Regions from separate parts of the Mus musculus genome. Here region 1 is linked to region 2. A link is a contact called in public HiChIP or PLAC-seq data. All regions are on one chromosome and are shown on one strand. Each heading gives the region's core, a stretch centred on a gene start, on an enhancer-like site or on the middle of the called end of the contact. The rest is flanking DNA. Distances are from core to core; before and after follow the strand shown. Region 1 holds the start of Six5 (sine oculis-related homeobox 5). Region 2 overlaps Nova2 (NOVA alternative splicing regulator 2).

Region 1 (3,353 bases), core at 806-3,305, 150 kb before region 2:
TCCTGTCTGAGGGTCCAGGACCAGAGAATTCTTGGCCTCACTGACCCCTTGGAGACTGGGCTGTGGTTGAGGGGCACTTCCTCCTGTGAGTAGCAAGGGCCCCAAGCTGGAGTTCTCTCCTAGGGCCAAGCTATTGATAATGACTGGGCTACCATTGAGGAGCACTGCTGGGGGACTGCTGGCGGCCAGGAAGCTCCCATTCACTAGGATAGAGGAGGAGGCAGGGCACGTTGCAGGAGAGGTGGCCCCCGCCAGGAAGATGGAACTCTGGGCGGGGGCCTCAGCAGCCATGGAGGCCACACCCCTCTCCAGGTCCTCTGGACTGCGGCTGGACTCATCCTCCGTAGTGGGGTTCCCATCAGACTCGCTGGAAGGAAAAAGGGTTACGTCTTTTTTAGGTTTGAAGGTTTCATCGCCCTAGGGGCAGAGGCAACCCAAGCTCCGATTAACTATTTTAGCCCTTCAAAGAACCCACCCAAATCCCAGGGTCTCTACAAGCCTGCTGGGGTTGACAGCGCGGCGGGTATGCTAAGCTGGAGGAAAGTTTTCCAGTCGCCTTGGCCTGCAGCCGAGCACCCAGACTGCCCCAAGTCCCCTGGGTCGGCAGGCGCGTGGCTGCGGAGTGAGGCAGCAGCTTTTACTCCAGTTCTTCCTCACCCCCCACCCCCACGGCGTCAGAGACCAGAGCTAGAGGCCTGGCGCTGAGGTGGGAGGGGAAGGGCTTGGGTTACAGGGAAACCGGAGCCGGAGAAGGTTCACGTTTCACAACAAAGACAAGCGACAGACCACGCTGTTTGGGCTGGAGGGGGCGTGGGGGTGGGTGTAAGTAATGGTTACCGAGGGGCCAGGTTGCAGAGGCCCCAAAAGCGGGTCCCTACCCTGGGTGCCTTAGACAAAGGCCCCTTTCCCTTCCTTACTACCGCTCCTCCAGGGATACCTCACTTTTCTCACTGCCCGTCCCGCCCCCGCCCCCCCCCCCATTCCTGGCACTGCGTTCCCAGCTTAGAAGTAGCTGGAACAACCTCTGCCCCTGAGGCAGTGATGCCCAGAGAACCCAGGGTGTGCCTGGTCTCTCCACGCTCAGCCTATGCACTCGCCGACGCCACCGAAGAGGGATGTGAAGGGTCACTTGCGCAGACTCCAGCGGCCACCGAGGAAGGAGGGTCGGTTCCCCCCTCACCTTTTGCAAGGCGCTCCACCGCCGGTCCCAGTGCGGTCGCGCTGTCGCCGGTTCTTGAACCAGTTGCTGACCTGTGTAAGCGAGAGGCCGGTGAGCGTGGCCAGGCGGCGCTTCTCGTCAGGCGTGGGATAGCGGTTGCCGCGGTAGCAGGCCTTGAGCGCCGCTCGCGAGCGCTCCTTGAAGCAATAGACGGTCTCCTCGCCATCCCAGATGGTCTTGGGCAGAGGGAACTTCTTGCGCAGCCGGTATTTGTCCACAGCGCCCAGCGCACGGCCACGGGCCCGCTCGGCCTCGTGGTAGCGCGCGCGCAGGTAGAGGTCCTGCAGGAAGGCGTGGTGGGCGGCGGGGAAAGGGCGGCTCTCGAGAAGTTGGTAGAGCTCGGCGTATTCACCCCGCTGGAAGGCCACTAGGGCCCGCGCGCGCAGCACCGGATCGCTGCCACGTAGGCGCTCGGCCGGGGGCAGCGCGCCCAGGAAGCGGCTCAAGCGGCCGGCGTGGCCCGCCTGCAGCAGCGCCTCGCACACGCATGCCACCTGTTCGGGCGAGAAGCGAAGGCCAGTGGGCACCTCGGTCACGGTCTCCCGGGGAGACCCCGGGCCACTCGGGGACCCAGAGTCCGCCGCCGCCGCCGCATCTCCCGCCCCGGCCGCCGCCGCCTCCCCCTCGGCTGCCTGCAGAGTCTGCAGAAGCTGGCGCGCTTCCTCCTCCTGCTCCTCGGTCGCCGCCGCCGCCTCCCCCCGAGCCGCGGGCCCCGCGCTCGGCTCCGCAGGCGAGGTAGCCATGTTTGGCAACTTTGGAAAGTTCCTCCCTCCTTTGCCGCCTCCCGCGGGCTTCCCCAGCCCCCTCCTCCGCCCAGTCCTCCTCGCCGCCCCCCCCCCCGGTCCCCTTGCAGTCTTCTGGCCCCCTCCCAAAGACTAGACCCAGCTCTGCACTCGGGTCTGTCCTTGTCCCTGTGTGTCCGCCCCCCTCCCGGGCTGTCAGGATTCTTTGTTTTCCCTCCGTCTCTGGCCGCGCTTTTGGCCTTCCCCCCTTGTGTGCCTCTGACTCAGGGCCTCAGTTTCCCTATCAGAGCAACGGAGAAGGTAATGGGCCGTCCGGAGGGTTAAGGGCGCGAAGCCGCTCCCATCTCCCGGGTCCCTTGAAGGGCCCCCTCCCTTCCCATCTCCGCGCCGTGCTCCGCCCCTCGGAATTCCCGGCCCCGCGGGTAGGCGGTGGATCTAGCTGGGAGGAGGGGCGGGGAATCGCGCTAGAAAGTTTGCAGCAACTTTTCTGGAGTGTCGGTCCAAAAAGCGGATGCGCGTGGCTTGCGCAGGCGCAGTGGGAAGATGGTGTGCCCGCTGCTGGCCCAACCCCCTACTTTTTTCCAAACTTGAGTGGCACAGCTGGGTCACAGCTGGGGGGGAGGGTGGGGGGCGGTGGTGTCTCTGGTGGCTTGTTGCTTCTCTCCTACTGGCTGGATGCCTAAGCCCCACCCTTCAACCTGATTCGTGCGCTTTGCCTCCCCTCTAGCTCCCACTCAAGCCATTGGTTGTCTCTATTGGACTCTCCATTGGCCTGCGGGGCGGTTTCCTTTCCACAACAGAGATATTGCGCGGGATTTAGGGCAGACCAGAAGTATTTTATTCGCAAGGGTCGGGAGTGGAGGTCGTAGGTGGGGACAGACAATAAATACCGAGGAATGTCGAGTCTCAATGCATCTAAAACGTGGGTCCCGGAGTCTGTCAGTGAGTCAGATAACAAGATCAATAAATACCCACACTGCTTTGGGGGAGGGGGGAGTGCAGCTGTGGCTCCGTTGTTAGAGTGCAGACGTGTACACGGGGAAGGAGTTGCAGCAACCCCCAGGAGTGAGGCTGTCCGAAGCCAAAGACTCCGTGTGTGCTGGCAGAGGTCTTGCTGATCCATCACTATGGGAATGGGATGTCCCTGGAAATAGGGGGCTCATGCTTATGGCTTGTAACTGATGGCTGGGAGAGTGAAAAAGTGAAATCGGATGAGCTGAGCAGTTTGCCCATCCACGTCGGGGCTGAGTAAAGCAAGGTCGGCGAATGCCCAGCTGCTGCAGCAGCGGTGGCTACCAGCTCTGCAGGAACCAGGGGTGCTGGGCACGAGCCCTGTTCCTCCCTCCCCGGCCGCCAGGTGGCAGGCCTGGATCACAGGAGCGGAGCTGGGT
Region 2 (3,010 bases), core at 37-2,536:
GAGAGTATCTCTGTGTACTTGGGCAGGGTTGGAGAGATGACCATTCTGGGTGTGTGTCTAAGAGAAAGTCCAGAAGAGATTGCAATAGAAACACACTGTGTCCTGGATTATGGTTTAGCCCCTGCCTAGAATCCCCCAGCGAGGGTAAGTCTAGGGGTGTGGCTCAGTGGTAGAGCACTTGTCTAAAATACCCAGTGAGGGGCTGGGGGCGTGGCTCAGTGGTAGGGCACCTGTCTAGAATACCCAGTGAGGGGCTGGGGGCGTGGCTCAGTGGTAGAGCACCTGTCTAGAATACCCAGTGAGGGGCTGGGAGCGTGACTTAGAAGTAGACTCCTAAAACCAACACTTGCCCAGAATCTCCCAATAGGGGTTATGGGTATAACTCAGTCAGGTACTTGCTTAGTTTGTATTAGTTCCTGGATTCAACCCCCAGCAACACACACACCAAAACAGGTAATATAATACAACGACTGGAGTAACAAGGCTTGAAGTGGGAAGACATTATTAGCATGTAAGCAACAGAGGCTGTGCAGTGACTGAACCCTGTCCACTGGCAGTGTGGGTTTGCATCTGTGGGAGCAAGACATAAGGACAGCGCACCCCTCTAAGTGTTCCCAGGCTGCCTGGGTGATCAGCATGTGGTGTAAAAATATTAGCGTGTATAAACACACACACACGCACACACACACATGTACACACACAGAGGACTCAGTCACCATCCTTTTACTGGCTTGATGAGGACACAGACAGACATAAATGTCTGTATGAGGCTGCTCAGATGGCATGTGCACATTTCCAAGCGTATACACTTTAGAGACAAAGAACCCTCAATTGCACCTGACCTGTGTGTGAATATGAGAGCCTTGGTGTACCTGGGCCTCTTTAACGTGATGTGTGAGCACCTCTGTCCCCGGGAGGGACTCAGCTTGTATGGTCAGCTCCCTGGGTCTGTAAAAGGTTTTGAATGTGTGCCAGGTCCTGTGCCTGTGTGTCTGGGACACTTAGTGCTGAGTGTCTTTGTCTGTGGAGCACTTCAGAGCGGTGTGCCAGGTGTACAACCCTGGCCTGCCCTTGTTATCTCTCAGTCTGGCCCTTTGACGACACTGTCATGGGTCTGGGGTGTCCCTGTCTGTTGGCCAACCGTGATGCTGACAGCTCCTGCCCTTGCCCTCGGCAACATGGTCCTCACTTTTATGTCCCACTCCACCCAAGAACAATAGCTCGGTCTGGGCCAAGGGTGAGTCAGCTGTAGGCTGCCTCTGTCTGGGTGTAAATAGGAAAGGGTGTGGATCAGGCTAGGAATGAGGGTGGGGATGGTGGTGGGGGAGAAGGGCAACCCAGAGGATAGCATGGGAGAAGTGGCCAGGGTCGCCATTTCTGTAGGGCTTCCTTCTAACTCAGGAAGCCTGTGCATACCCACCCCCATGTAGTTCTTTCCCTGGGGTCCAGAAGAGCTTGGTAAGGGGACCCTGTTAAATCCTTAAGAAGTGACCTGTAATAACAGCCGGGGGTTACATAACGCTCAACGCTGGGCACTGTTCTGAGGACTTGGTTTCAGTTTGTTCGCTGACACAGGAGATAGGCCATGGCTCAGCTGCCTTGATGTCCAGCTAAGGACACGGAGAACTCTGGTCTTGTCCCAGATCACCCATGGTACAGAATCATCAGAGACAGTGTGTGTGTGTGTGTGTGTGTATGTGTGGTTCAGGGGACAACCTCACCTGTTGGTCTTTGTCTTTCACTTCATTTGAGGTAGGGTGTCTTTTTCCCCAGTACACAGTAGGACAGACGTAAGTCTCCCACAAACACTTGGAGATTCTCCTCTACCTGCCTCCCCATGTAGTCACAGCAGTGTTAGGATTACATACCCTACCACACCCGGCTGCCATGGGGTCTAGGATTCGAACTCAGGTACCCATATTTGCAAGTTTCTGCCATTTTGTTTTTGCTTTGAAGCAATGTCTTGCTAGGTAGCCTAGATTGGTCTTGAACCTGCTACCCCCCTGCCCCAGCTTACCAAATATTTTGATGACACATATACACCACCATACCTAGTGTGGGTTCTGCCTTCTAAATCTCAGTTCATTCAGTGTTAAATTTGAGACTGAGTTATTAGCCCTATGCATGTGTGGGTGTATGAGTTCACGTGTGTACGTGCGCACACGTGAATGAACAACCATGGGGGGGCATGCACAGCAAAGCCTTTGCTTTTACTTTTTATTTTATTTTATCTTTTTAAATGTGCTTGGCTTAGACTTGTTTTTGAGTGCCTGTGTGCGTGCGTGTGTGTGTGAGTGTGTGTACCAGAAGAGAGAGAGAGTGTGTGTGTATGTGTGTGTGTGTGTACCAGAAGAGAGTGCATATGCCCTGGAACTGGAGTTGCAGGTGTGTGTCTATGAGTTATCTGATGTGGGTGCTGGGAATCGAACTCAAGTCCTCTGAAAGAGCAGCAAGTGGTTTTAACTGCTCAGCCACCTCCCCAGCCCTGAAGCTTTGCTTTTGAAGATTTGTTTATTTTCACTGTAAGCGTGTGAGTGTTTGCCTGGATGGAGGCCAGAAGGGGCTGTTGGATCCCATGGGACTGGAGCTGAGAGATGGTTGTAAGTTACCATGTGGGGGGCTGGGAACTGAACCTGGTTCTTCTGGACAAACAGCCAGTGCTCTTGGTCACTCAGCCACCTCTCCAGCTTTGAGACTTTGCTTTGAAAGTTAAGAAAGAATATGAATAAAGTCATTAGGTAGATGCTTAAGAGTTTGCACTTTGGTGCAGCTATGTTATAAATCAATAACAATTATGAAGATCGCCATACACACACTTGTGTTTTGCCTATGGGAGTCAGGCCCAGAGCTTTTTACACATGCCCCAGCTCTGGTGGCATTTTAGCTTTATGAGGTAAGTGATCAGGAGTGTTTGTGGCTTGCGTCAGTACTTACTGCTTTTCAGTTCTTCACTTAATCATGAAAGATCCGGAAGGATTGAACCTGAGCTTTTGGGCTTCATTACCAAGAT

Evidence for each region. HiChIP or PLAC-seq counts read pairs in DNA pulled down with a chosen protein or histone mark.
Region 1: an HNF4G HiChIP or PLAC-seq map of pancreatic cancer cells shows a contact between it and region 2. The contact joins the promoter of Six5 here to the enhancer-like site in region 2. A contact is called at or near these places in 5 of 39 promoter capture datasets (embryonic stem cells, liver and pre-B cells), 2 of 115 datasets of contacts at active chromatin or transcription factors (embryonic stem cells and pancreatic cancer cells) and 1 of 9 other capture datasets (adipose tissue).

Annotation. Positions count from the first base shown.
Region 1 is chr7:19,093,246-19,096,598 of GRCm38.p6, reverse strand. Six5 (sine oculis-related homeobox 5) reads right to left here and starts at 2,055. Exons shown (of 3, transcript NM_011383.1): 1 at 1,181-2,055; 2 at 1-367. The coding sequence starts at 1,962. Dmpk (dystrophia myotonica-protein kinase) reads right to left here. Exons shown (of 15, transcript NM_001379257.1): 15 at 2,778-3,353.
Region 2 is chr7:18,946,562-18,949,571 of GRCm38.p6, reverse strand. The region is part of intron 2 of Nova2 (NOVA alternative splicing regulator 2); the gene reads right to left. Among named protein-coding and RNA genes, the nearest start is that of Gm38952, 9.5 kb to the left of the region's middle. Within about 2 kb of position 1,286, at least 39 of the 459 cell types and tissues checked have an H3K27ac peak or open chromatin away from gene starts, as enhancers often do. A contact at or near this core is called in adipose tissue, embryonic stem cells and pancreatic cancer cells, where this site is marked.